Linked DNA regions of Sus scrofa: region 1 is linked to region 2. A link is a contact called in public HiChIP or PLAC-seq data. All regions are on one chromosome and are shown on one strand. Each heading gives the region's core, a stretch centred on a gene start, on an enhancer-like site or on the middle of the called end of the contact. The rest is flanking DNA. Distances are from core to core; before and after follow the strand shown.

Evidence for each region. HiChIP or PLAC-seq counts read pairs in DNA pulled down with a chosen protein or histone mark.
Region 1: an H3K27ac HiChIP or PLAC-seq map of skeletal muscle shows a contact between it and region 2. The contact joins two enhancer-like sites. A contact is called at or near these places in 2 of 47 Hi-C or Micro-C datasets (heart right ventricle and liver) and 1 of 2 datasets of contacts at active chromatin or transcription factors (skeletal muscle).

What each region holds. Positions count from the first base shown.
Region 1 is chr3:9,488,621-9,493,149 of Sscrofa11.1, reverse strand. All of the region lies in intron 3 of CUX1 (protein CASP), which reads right to left. Among named protein-coding and RNA genes, the nearest start is that of CUX1, 170 kb to the right of the region's middle. Within about 2 kb of position 3,144, at least 6 of the 83 cell types and tissues checked have an H3K27ac peak or open chromatin away from gene starts, as enhancers often do. A contact at or near this core is called in skeletal muscle, where this site is marked.
Region 2 is chr3:9,414,833-9,419,861 of Sscrofa11.1, reverse strand. All of the region lies in intron 2 of CUX1 (protein CASP), which reads right to left. Among named protein-coding and RNA genes, the nearest start is that of CUX1, 100 kb to the right of the region's middle. Within about 2 kb of position 1,456, at least 11 of the 83 cell types and tissues checked have an H3K27ac peak or open chromatin away from gene starts, as enhancers often do. A contact at or near this core is called in skeletal muscle, where this site is marked.

The DNA of each region.
Region 1 (4,529 bases), core at 1,895-4,394, 72 kb before region 2:
CCCACGGAGCGAGGGCAGGCATCGAACCTACCTCCTCGTGGATACCAGTCGGGTTCTTAACCTGCTGAGCCACGACAGGGACTCCTCATTTTACCAATTTATTCGGGAGCCCTCTGAGCTCCCTTTTCTCCATTTCAACTCAGTTCACTTCAACAAACACTTCCCAGGCACCCACAGGGCGCCGGGCACTGGGAGACCAGCCCAGAGCCCCCCGTTGGCCTTGTTCTGGAGCAGGGTCTGCTCTTGAACCCTCAGGGAGCCCCACGCCCAGGAGCACCTGCCTGACACGGGTCCTGCGGCAGAGAGGCCAAGTGAGGCGAGGCGGGCCGGCTGCACATCCCAGAACTCCGCCGATGGTTACCGAGAGGATGTTAAAAATAATTATCTGCTGAAGATATTAGATTTGCTCTGGATTGTTCATTACAAACAATGGCTTAATAGGACTTTTATTGAATAGCTGCAGAGCTCTGGGCCGAAATCAATTTGCCGTACCCTCGGAATTTTGATGTACGCCGTTGACTTCCCCGACGCGGAGCAATTTGTAATAGCTTTGGCTGGCTGCTGTTTTCAAAGCTCCTGCTCCATCACGAGCATTTATTTCTGACCACAAAATTACATTTATTCAACAGAAAGCAGCTCCGGGTCTTTAAGAGGTTAACTTCTGGAGCGCTTGGCCGCGGTCCAGCCCTGGCCGAGGCGCGGGCGGGCGGGCGCGGTGGCACAGGCGGCGGCGGCAGCGCCGGGCGGGCGGCCGTGATGAATAGACTGCTGAGTGCGCCCCTCTCCAGGCGCACTCGGCTCGCTCCCCTGCTTCCATAGATCACGGGCTGCGCCTCAACATATCTGACTGAAATTGAATTTGGCTTCTCTCTCAACCGTTCATTTCCTATGTTATGCAAGGTTATATCCTTTTCTGCATGAGCAGAACCAAACCAGCTGCAGCTTTGGAGGAGAAAATGTGTTTTCAATTAGGAAGCTGGCCTGAATGGGGAACCACAGTCCTCCTGCTCCCCTAATTGAGCCATCATGGAGCAGGGCCTAGGGAAAGATGCTGGAGTCACCAGGCCATCGGGTTTGGGTGTAAGAGCATTGAAACACGCTGTCATTGTCACCACCACGACTGCCACCACTGTCGCCCCAACTACCAGATGCGTACAAAGGCCCTAGAGTCTGAAGACGGCCGTCTTGGCTAAGAAGGACATTCTCCTGCAAAGGGGTCAGGACAGCAGCCTTCCCGACCTCCAGCCAGAGCCTGCTGGGGTCCTCACGGTGCCCAGCGCCTTGCACTCACCTGCCAGGGACCCTGGGCCACAAGCTCACAGATGCCTCTGTTCCCCCAGGAGAAGAGGCTGATTTATTTTTCTATTCTTTCTTAAAATTAAAAAAAAATTAAGAAAAAATTTTTTGTTGTTTTTTAGAGCTGTACCTAGGGCATATGGAAGTTCCCAGGCTAGGGGTCAAAGTGGAGCTGCAGCTGTGGCCTATGCCACAGCCACAGCCACAGCCACACCAGATCTGAGCTGCATCTGTGACCTACGCCACAGCTTGTGGCAACGCCAGATCCTTATCCCATTGAGCAGGCCAAGGATCAAACCCGCGTCCTCATGGATACCAGTCGTGTTCATTACCGCTGAGTCACTTCAGAAACTCCCAGACTCCTTTCTCTTATGGGTCATTAGGAACCTGGTGCAGAGCCTTCAACACAGGACTCAGCGAGTCCTTGCTTTTTGGTTTTTTGAGCCTGGCATGCAACAGCCTGATGAGGGATCTCAATTCCCAGACCAGGGCTTGAACCTGGGCTGCTGTGGTGAAAGCGCCAAGTTGCAACCACAAGACCACCAGGAAACTTCCGGTGAGTCCTGGTCAACGGGGAGAAGGTGAGAGAGAGACCAGCTCGGCCTGGCAGAGGGAGACACACCGTCGAGGAGAAGATGCAGGCCCCTGACAGGAAAAAGTTAGCAACAGGCTGAGCCAGTCTGGCAGAGGAACGAAGGAGGCAGGCGTTGACTCGGGTCTTACAGGATGGAAATGATTTTTATAGGTGAGGAAGAGCAAGAGGTTATAACAACGGAGGCTGTGACTGTAGGAACACGGCAGAAGAGGAAACCACGAGGCCTGTTCGGGGACAGCAAATAGACCAGTGTGGCCGAAGCAGAAGCCAAGGACACAACGCCTGGAAATACGTGTTAAAGCTACATCACAGAGCCCCTCACACGCTGCTCTAAGGTGCCCAGAACTTGCCCTAGAGGAACTGTCCTTGGAGGGAACCTAGCCAGGAGGTGGTGCAAGCAGCCATGCGTGATAATCAGAGGGGGACCTTGTCGAATGACAGATGCTTCGGTGCTGCCCCCCAGACTGCTGAGTCCAAACTCTGGAGGGAGGCGCCCGGGGAGCTTGCAAACGTGGGTAATTCTCAGGCAGCCAGTGGGGCTAGCCGAGGGCCAGCTTCACGAGCATCGGTCTGGTCCTACCTTCTCGAAGACCGTCCTGCTGTGGAGCAGAACTTGCTAAGTACAGGCTGGATGGGGCATAAATAGGAGTGGGTGCGTGCACGCGCGTGTATGTGTGTGACACACAGTTCCTACCCTCTAGATTCCCGAAGCACATTAGTATAGCGCCAGTTCAACTATGTTCCAACAGCTAAAAAACAAAGGCAGGATGTCTTCAGGCTCAAAATCACAAGGCAGGTAAAAATGAAGCCTCAGCAGAGACGAGGAGGGGAGAGCTTTGTTTCTGGTGGGGGGTGTTGTGTGATGACTCGGACCCTGGGCATGTGGGCTGGGCCTCAGAACATGGGTAAGAGCTGACAATATCCCTAACAGGCGGTCCTCTGGCCTTTGTTTGAATACTCCCAGTCACGGGAAACTCACTACCTTGGATGGCAGCTCATTCCATTGCTGAGCAGCTCCAATTGCTGGAAAACGTCCCCTCTTCTGTTCTGCTGCTGACACCCCACATGTTAGGCCACGGAGTCACACTGGACGTCAGAGCTCCGGGGGTCCCTGCTGACTCTCTCGCTCACCCCTGCACTTTACAGCTGAGCAGAGTCAGACAGAAAGAGGGCAGGGAGCCGCCGAGGTCACAGGAGAGTGAGTGGCAGCACCTGGGCCGGCGCCCAGTGCCTCTGGCTCCCTGCGAAACGTTTCTGGGAGGAAGCACTCAGACACCCTGGCTTTATTTAGCCATGGCCTTTAGATCTGAACGCTTACATATGTTACCGCGCAGCAGACCGGGGCCATGGGGCACCCTCGAAACTCTCAGTCACTTTTAACTAGTTCGTGGCATATTTAGCCAACTTAATCCAGTCCATCTATTATTTGATTACAACGTCAGGCGGCCCTGCAAGTGTGTGCGCTGTCCTCTGCTTTGCTCCGCACTCCGACGTCTCCTGTGGGTGAGGGCCTTTCAAGGCAGCTTCCCACATGCTCCACGAGACCCCCCTGCCCCCCCTGCTCCCGGGTGGCCCCCGGTCATCCCCAGCACCCTCCTCCTCGGAGCCTTAGCACGTGCCCTGCTCTGCCCGACGCTCTCCCGGCTCCCTGCTTGGCTGGCCCCTCTCATCACTCAGGTCTCACGCCAAACGTCACCGCCATGACCAGTGTCTCTGGAGGAGCCACCCGTCCCTCCCGCTCTTCTCCATCCCCATCACTTTCCTCCCAGTGCTCGTCACCGCCCGACGTGGCTCCTGTGTCCCTCCTCTAGAATACACGCACCTGGCGCCTGTACCCGAGGCTGCATCCTGAGCTCCTATCTGGCCCAGAGCTGCACACAGTCGGCTCTAGAGGGGGGTTTACCGAATGAAATAGTGAAAGGATATCAGAGTAAAACCCAGCATCAGAGGCCAGAGCCTGTGGGGTTTCACACAGCCGGACCTGGGCTCTCAACATGACTGGTGTGTTATGTATACAGTGGGCCTTCAGGACAAAGGAAGTTCCAAGTGACGGGTCCCTCCTGCAGGCTGTGTCAGCAGGTGATACTGTGATGACGTCACAGCCCACAGTTAACACGCACCCCACTCCTCCAAGGGGTGCAGATCAGGTCTGCACATAACTGTGGATATTTACGAGCATGGAGACCAGGCATGAGGCTCCAGCGGTGATCCAGGAGGGGCTGGCCAGCAGAGGAGGGGCCTGCAGCTGGGCTTGCCAAGCAATGGACACTAAATGGACAGCCACTGACCTTGGCCAAGCTGGGGAGGTCGCCTGATATCCCCACTCCCCGAGCTCCAGCACCAGGGAGCATGGGCTGGGAAGCCAGACAGCCCAGTCCCGCCACCATCACCTGCATGACCAGGGGTGGGTTCCCTGCCCGCTCTGTGAAATGAGGATGCTGCCTCCACCCACCCAATGGGCACCTTCCGCATGCTCACTAGGGCCAGGTACCAGGGACACGGGGGCGGGGGCGGACGGAAAATCTAAAGAGGGTGGCGGATGTGTAACTGGAGCACAACGTGCTATGGGAGACATGGGAAGAGGGCCTCGGTTGGGACCGATGGTCTGAGGGAGCCCTGAAGGACCAGCAGGAGGGGG
Region 2 (5,029 bases), core at 207-2,706:
GAGTCCTTGCTCTTCAGGCGCCCTCACCCACAAGCACCCCCCACCCCTGTGCCCCTGGCTGAAGGCGGGGACAATGCAGCCGATGCCTTTGGGGTTTCCTTTGCTCTGCAGCTGCTCACCGCCAAGCCTGCGTGGAGACTGCTCCAGAGAGCTGCCTCTTTGGGCTGACCTGACTCGCACCCAGCCCTCCCCAGGCTGGAACCAGCCTGGAATCCAGCTGAAAGCCCAGGGCAAGCTCTCTCCATAAAGTTAAGACGTCAAGGCCCACCTGAGATGCCCACAGGGGACACGTGAAATGGGCCTGGTACTGCCCTTGGCTTTGGGGCTCAACCACCGAGACCCTCCCTCTTCCCCCGCCCCCTAGCCTCAGAACTCTAAATCCAGCACTTGCTCTGCGCAGAGCCGCTGCTACTGACCCCTCCCCAGACCTCCTCCTCCTAAGCGGCCCCCACTCTGTCCTAGAGCTTCTGGCGGCTCACCGGCCACCCACGATTGCTCTCAGGTCCTGGAGCTGCTCTGCTCACGGGTCTACACGTCGTGCTAGAGAATGCCAGCCCCTTCCAAACCCACACCTCTGTTTGCCTCCTGCCAAGTGCCTCCCCTCCCCCGCCCCCGGGCCCAATGGGGAAAGATCTAGAACTCATGCTTTAAGTAAGCAAAGGCCTCAGCTTGACTCTAAGACAAGCCCTTCCCCTCCGGTGTTCCCAGCTGGAGGAGACAGAGCCAAAGCTCCTCCTGTCACTCAGACCGACCCCAGGAAGGAGGCAAGAAAGGCATGGGCCCCAGGCACAACCTCCAGAGTCAGAACCGTGCCGCTGTGCCAGCGGGTCAGGGCCACGCCGACCTACTGAGTCTGGCCCAGGCCAGCGCCTCCTCCCTCTGGCCCACGGCCCTGGGTCAAGAATCCTACGGATCCTGCCTGTGTCTTCCACCCTCCAGCCTCCTTCTCTCAGCACTTACAGCCAGAATCAGGCCCTTAGGACACGCCCGGGGGACCCCGCTCCCAGGCAGAACGTCAGCTCCGCGAGGGCAGGACTGTCCCCTGTCCCCCAGCCCCGACCACAGCACCCGGCAGAGAGAAGGCGCTCGACAAAGACAGGGTATCCGTGAGCTCTTGAGCAATTTTAAATAACAGTAAATTAACTCCTGGAAAAAATTTACAAAACGCAGCAGAGAGGGAATTTACTCACAATTTAAAGAAAATTATTAATGACTGTTTTGATTTATTCTATTTTCCTGGCACGAACTCTAAATTCCACTGAAGGACTTCGGCCGTGTTACGCTTTGTATCTAAATGATAGTGGATGTGTCGAAAGCAAACAGATCCTGGAGCTCAAACTTGCAGAACGGGGGCCTGGCCTGGGCTGGAGCAGGCTGCAGTCCCAGGCCTTCGGTGGCCCTGCCCCGCGTGCCCAGGAGAGGCCACGCCCGATCCCCCTCCTAATTCACACCTGGCAGCTGCCCCAAGGCTTGTCAGTCTCTGGGCAACTGCGAGCTGGACAAGAAGTGCCAAAGCCGCCTTGGGGGTGAGGACGGCAGCTTGTTTTGCACTCACAGGGCATCTGGTCTTAACTCTGGGCACTGGAAGAAGCAAGGCTGACCTCAACCCATGTGCTCTTACCCAGGCCAAACTGCAGCACCTCGATCCAGAAAAGGGGCCCCCTTATCTCATCTGCCAGGCAGGAGCCTGGAGGACATGGGGGGGGGGGGCTGGCTCTCCCAGGTGCAACCCGGCCGTGGCCGCCTGCTCCCTGGGGAGGCCCGGGGGTCTACTGGAAGCCAGCGGGCCCCTCGAGGAGTCAGAGCACCAACCAAGAGGCACAGGCTTTATTAAAAACAAAAGCAGAATTGCTGACAGACAGACACGTGGTGGCAAAGGATGATGAGGCCGAGGAGACGTGCAAACACCGCCCTCCCGGCGGGAGCGCTGTGGGAAGGCCCGGGCCCAGATGCAAGGCTCAGTTTGACAGTCCGCTGAGATGCGCCCACGAGTGGGGCCCGTTTCCTTCGCCTGTGGAGGGAGGGGGTGCACAGAGCACCGGTTCCTCTGGGGGTTCACGGGCTCCCACGGAAAGCAGAGGAGAGGTCCGAACAGTGACAGGGGTTCTTGGGGCCCTGGGCAGGTGAGCAGGGCAGGTGAGCCGGACCATGACACCAGGTGTTTTCCCACCTTGTTCTCTACTCCCCAGCAGGGGCCGGGGGGTTGAGGGAATTAGCACCCCTGTCTGGGGTGCCTCGCTCGTGGCTAAGGCCATCCTAGCGCTAATCGACCCCGCCTTGGGACAAGCAGGAGTCTGCTTCCCGTCCCGCCCGGCCAGACGCAGAGCAGAGCTGTGGTCCAGCTGGCTTGGCGCGCGCCTCCCACCTACCCCCGAAGGACCCCCGCTGCTTCCGGCCCCCTTTCTGCAAAGAGCCGCTGGGAGGGACTGAGGCAGTGTCTCTCTGCGGGGACCAGCCCCTCCCAGGCCTCTGACAAGGCCGGGGTCACCCGCACCTGGGAATGGCTGAGCCCAGGAACCCAGGGAGAAACAGGCGTTCTCTCCTGAGTCACCGCACAGTGGAGGCTCTGGCAGGAAGCTGCGGGTGGCCCAGCGGTCATGTTGTGTGATTAGACATGGTTTACTTAAAATAACAAGCAACCTGAGCTTCCACTGAGAGGAGCCTGGCTAAATGCACCCAGGGAGCCAGGCGCAGGCCCACTACACAGCCGGGAAAAGGGCAGGCCAGGCCGGGGCAGAGCCGCTGGACAGACCTGCAAGCTTGTGAAAGAACAGAAGCGGCAGGACTCCAGAGGCCCTGGCAACCAGTTGGCGCTTTTCAATATTACCGAGCAGAACTGAGCTTGGATATGCATCTAAGCCCAGAGGTGTGGGAAACGCTGTTTGCAAAATGCCAACGGCGGTTATCTTGCGATGGCAGAACTTGGGGTGACCTTTTCTTCATTAATTGATTGTTTTACAACTGGCCCATGTTATCTTAATAATGAGGGGAAAAACAAAGCTTTTTTTTCCCCTCCATCCCATTTGGAAAAAGCAAAGACATGCTCGCTCTGCAGATGGTGCTCTGGACAGAGAGGTTTCATGCACCACTGCAGGACGACACACGCATATTTAAGTGCAGCGGAGACAGAATCAACAAAAACTTAGGTGCCTGTGCAAAGCCCAGAGCGTTAACCCGATTTTCACAAGTTACTTATTCATTTCTTTAGCAGTATTTACTGAATGCCCTTGTGACTGGTATTGCCACGGCAAGAACCGAAACAACATTCTGAACCTCCAAGGGCCAAAAGGTGCCCACAAACCTATCGCTGTCTTTTTTTTTTTTTTTGGCCTCGCCCATGGCACGCAGAAGTTCCCGAGCCAGGGATTGAACCCATTATCACCACAGCAGTGACCACGCCAGATCCTTAACCCACGGAGCCACCAGGGAACCAATGCCTTTTTGAAACAAACAAAATTCACACGGTTGGAGGACACTGCTCCACCCGACTCCGGCCCCGCTACCTCTTTCACCCCCCAAATCTCTGAGCCTGGCTCGCACTTGGCTTCCTGCCCGTGACACATAATACTGAAGAGAGTCCATTTGAGAGAAAACACTAAAACTGGGCCAGAAGATGCCCAAAGAAGGGCTGAGTTCAGCCAGATGCATGTTGGAAAGCATCTGCTTACTTGCTCAGAGTTAGATGAATTGTTCATTTTTCTGCAACTCAGTATAGGAGCATTTGCCAGCATGGGAAGGAGAGCCAGCACGCGGTGCTAAGCCACAACGACAGGGAGGTAGCCTCGACGGTCTAATCACAGCCATCGTAAGATGGACAGATTTCCATCCAGGTTGAACTGAGTTGCAGAGAGGTGATCAAACAGCAGCCAACAGAAGCAACATTTGAACCCAGATCTGTGCTTCTCCAAAGCCACACAACACACTCGCACGCACACACACACACACACACACACACACCCGAACGCTGCACGCTGGCTCTCAGAGGGTGCCCGCCAGCTGCCAATGGGCAAAGGAGAAACAGCAGGGGGAGAAAAGTCAGGGCGGTGGGATCTTCAGGCGAAGATGCTGCTCTCTTTCTGTCCTAAGACAGGTGGTTGGCAGAGGGACCGGGCGACAGAATGTCTCCCCTTTTCAGCCAGCCGTTTGGTTTGGAGCAGACACCGCCTGAAGTGCAAATCCTTTGCCAGAATACTGGTTACAAGTGGAGACCGGAAGACACACCTGCAGAACCTGGACTTTTTGGACTGAGAATTCCGAAACCTGGATTCCGGTTTCACTTATTCTGTGAAGCACATGGATGACCGGCGTGTCTGCGTCACAGACAGGACAGTTTCCCTGCTGGGAAGCGCCTGGCCCAGCCTCGCCGCCCCACCCTGTGAGCTCTGGGAGTCACCCTTCTCTCCCTTAGTCACGCTTTTTTGGAAGCCCTCCAGCCCCCGGGCTAAACCTGCAATACCCTAAAAAGGGAGGTGAGCAGTGCTTCTAGGATTGAAGCACATACTGGAATGAAGGCTGGGCGCGTTTCTGCCCCAACGATGGCAAAATCGGATCTGGGAAGCTGTGTGTGCTGGCGCGTCTGATAAAAGGGCACTTACACATCGCCTCCGACCCAAAGGCACGGAAAACCGGGTGGGGGAGGGGAGGGGAGGCGGAGGCGGGGAACCCTTTCCCAGCTCCGAGCATTTTCTAGTCTTTTAAGGTTTGCAATCAACTCTGGAATTTAGCAAGGCGAAAATGCCCCTCAGAAGCAGGGGGTCCAAAGGCTTAAGCGGGGTAATTAAAACCTCAGAATTCTTCAAAGAATGTTATCTTTTGCCGAGTGGATATAATAAAGGCTTCATTACTGCGCTGTGATCCCAGCATGAGAGGAAGCAGACCCAGCTCAGGAATGCCCGGACATCAGAACGGCCGGACCGGAGAGGAGGCAAATCTGCCCTCGCAATCGGGTTATCAGACCACAAGGGCTGGACTGCGAGCTCAGCGAGAACGCAAATCCAGTAGCTTGATGAAATTAACTTCAAGAAATAGA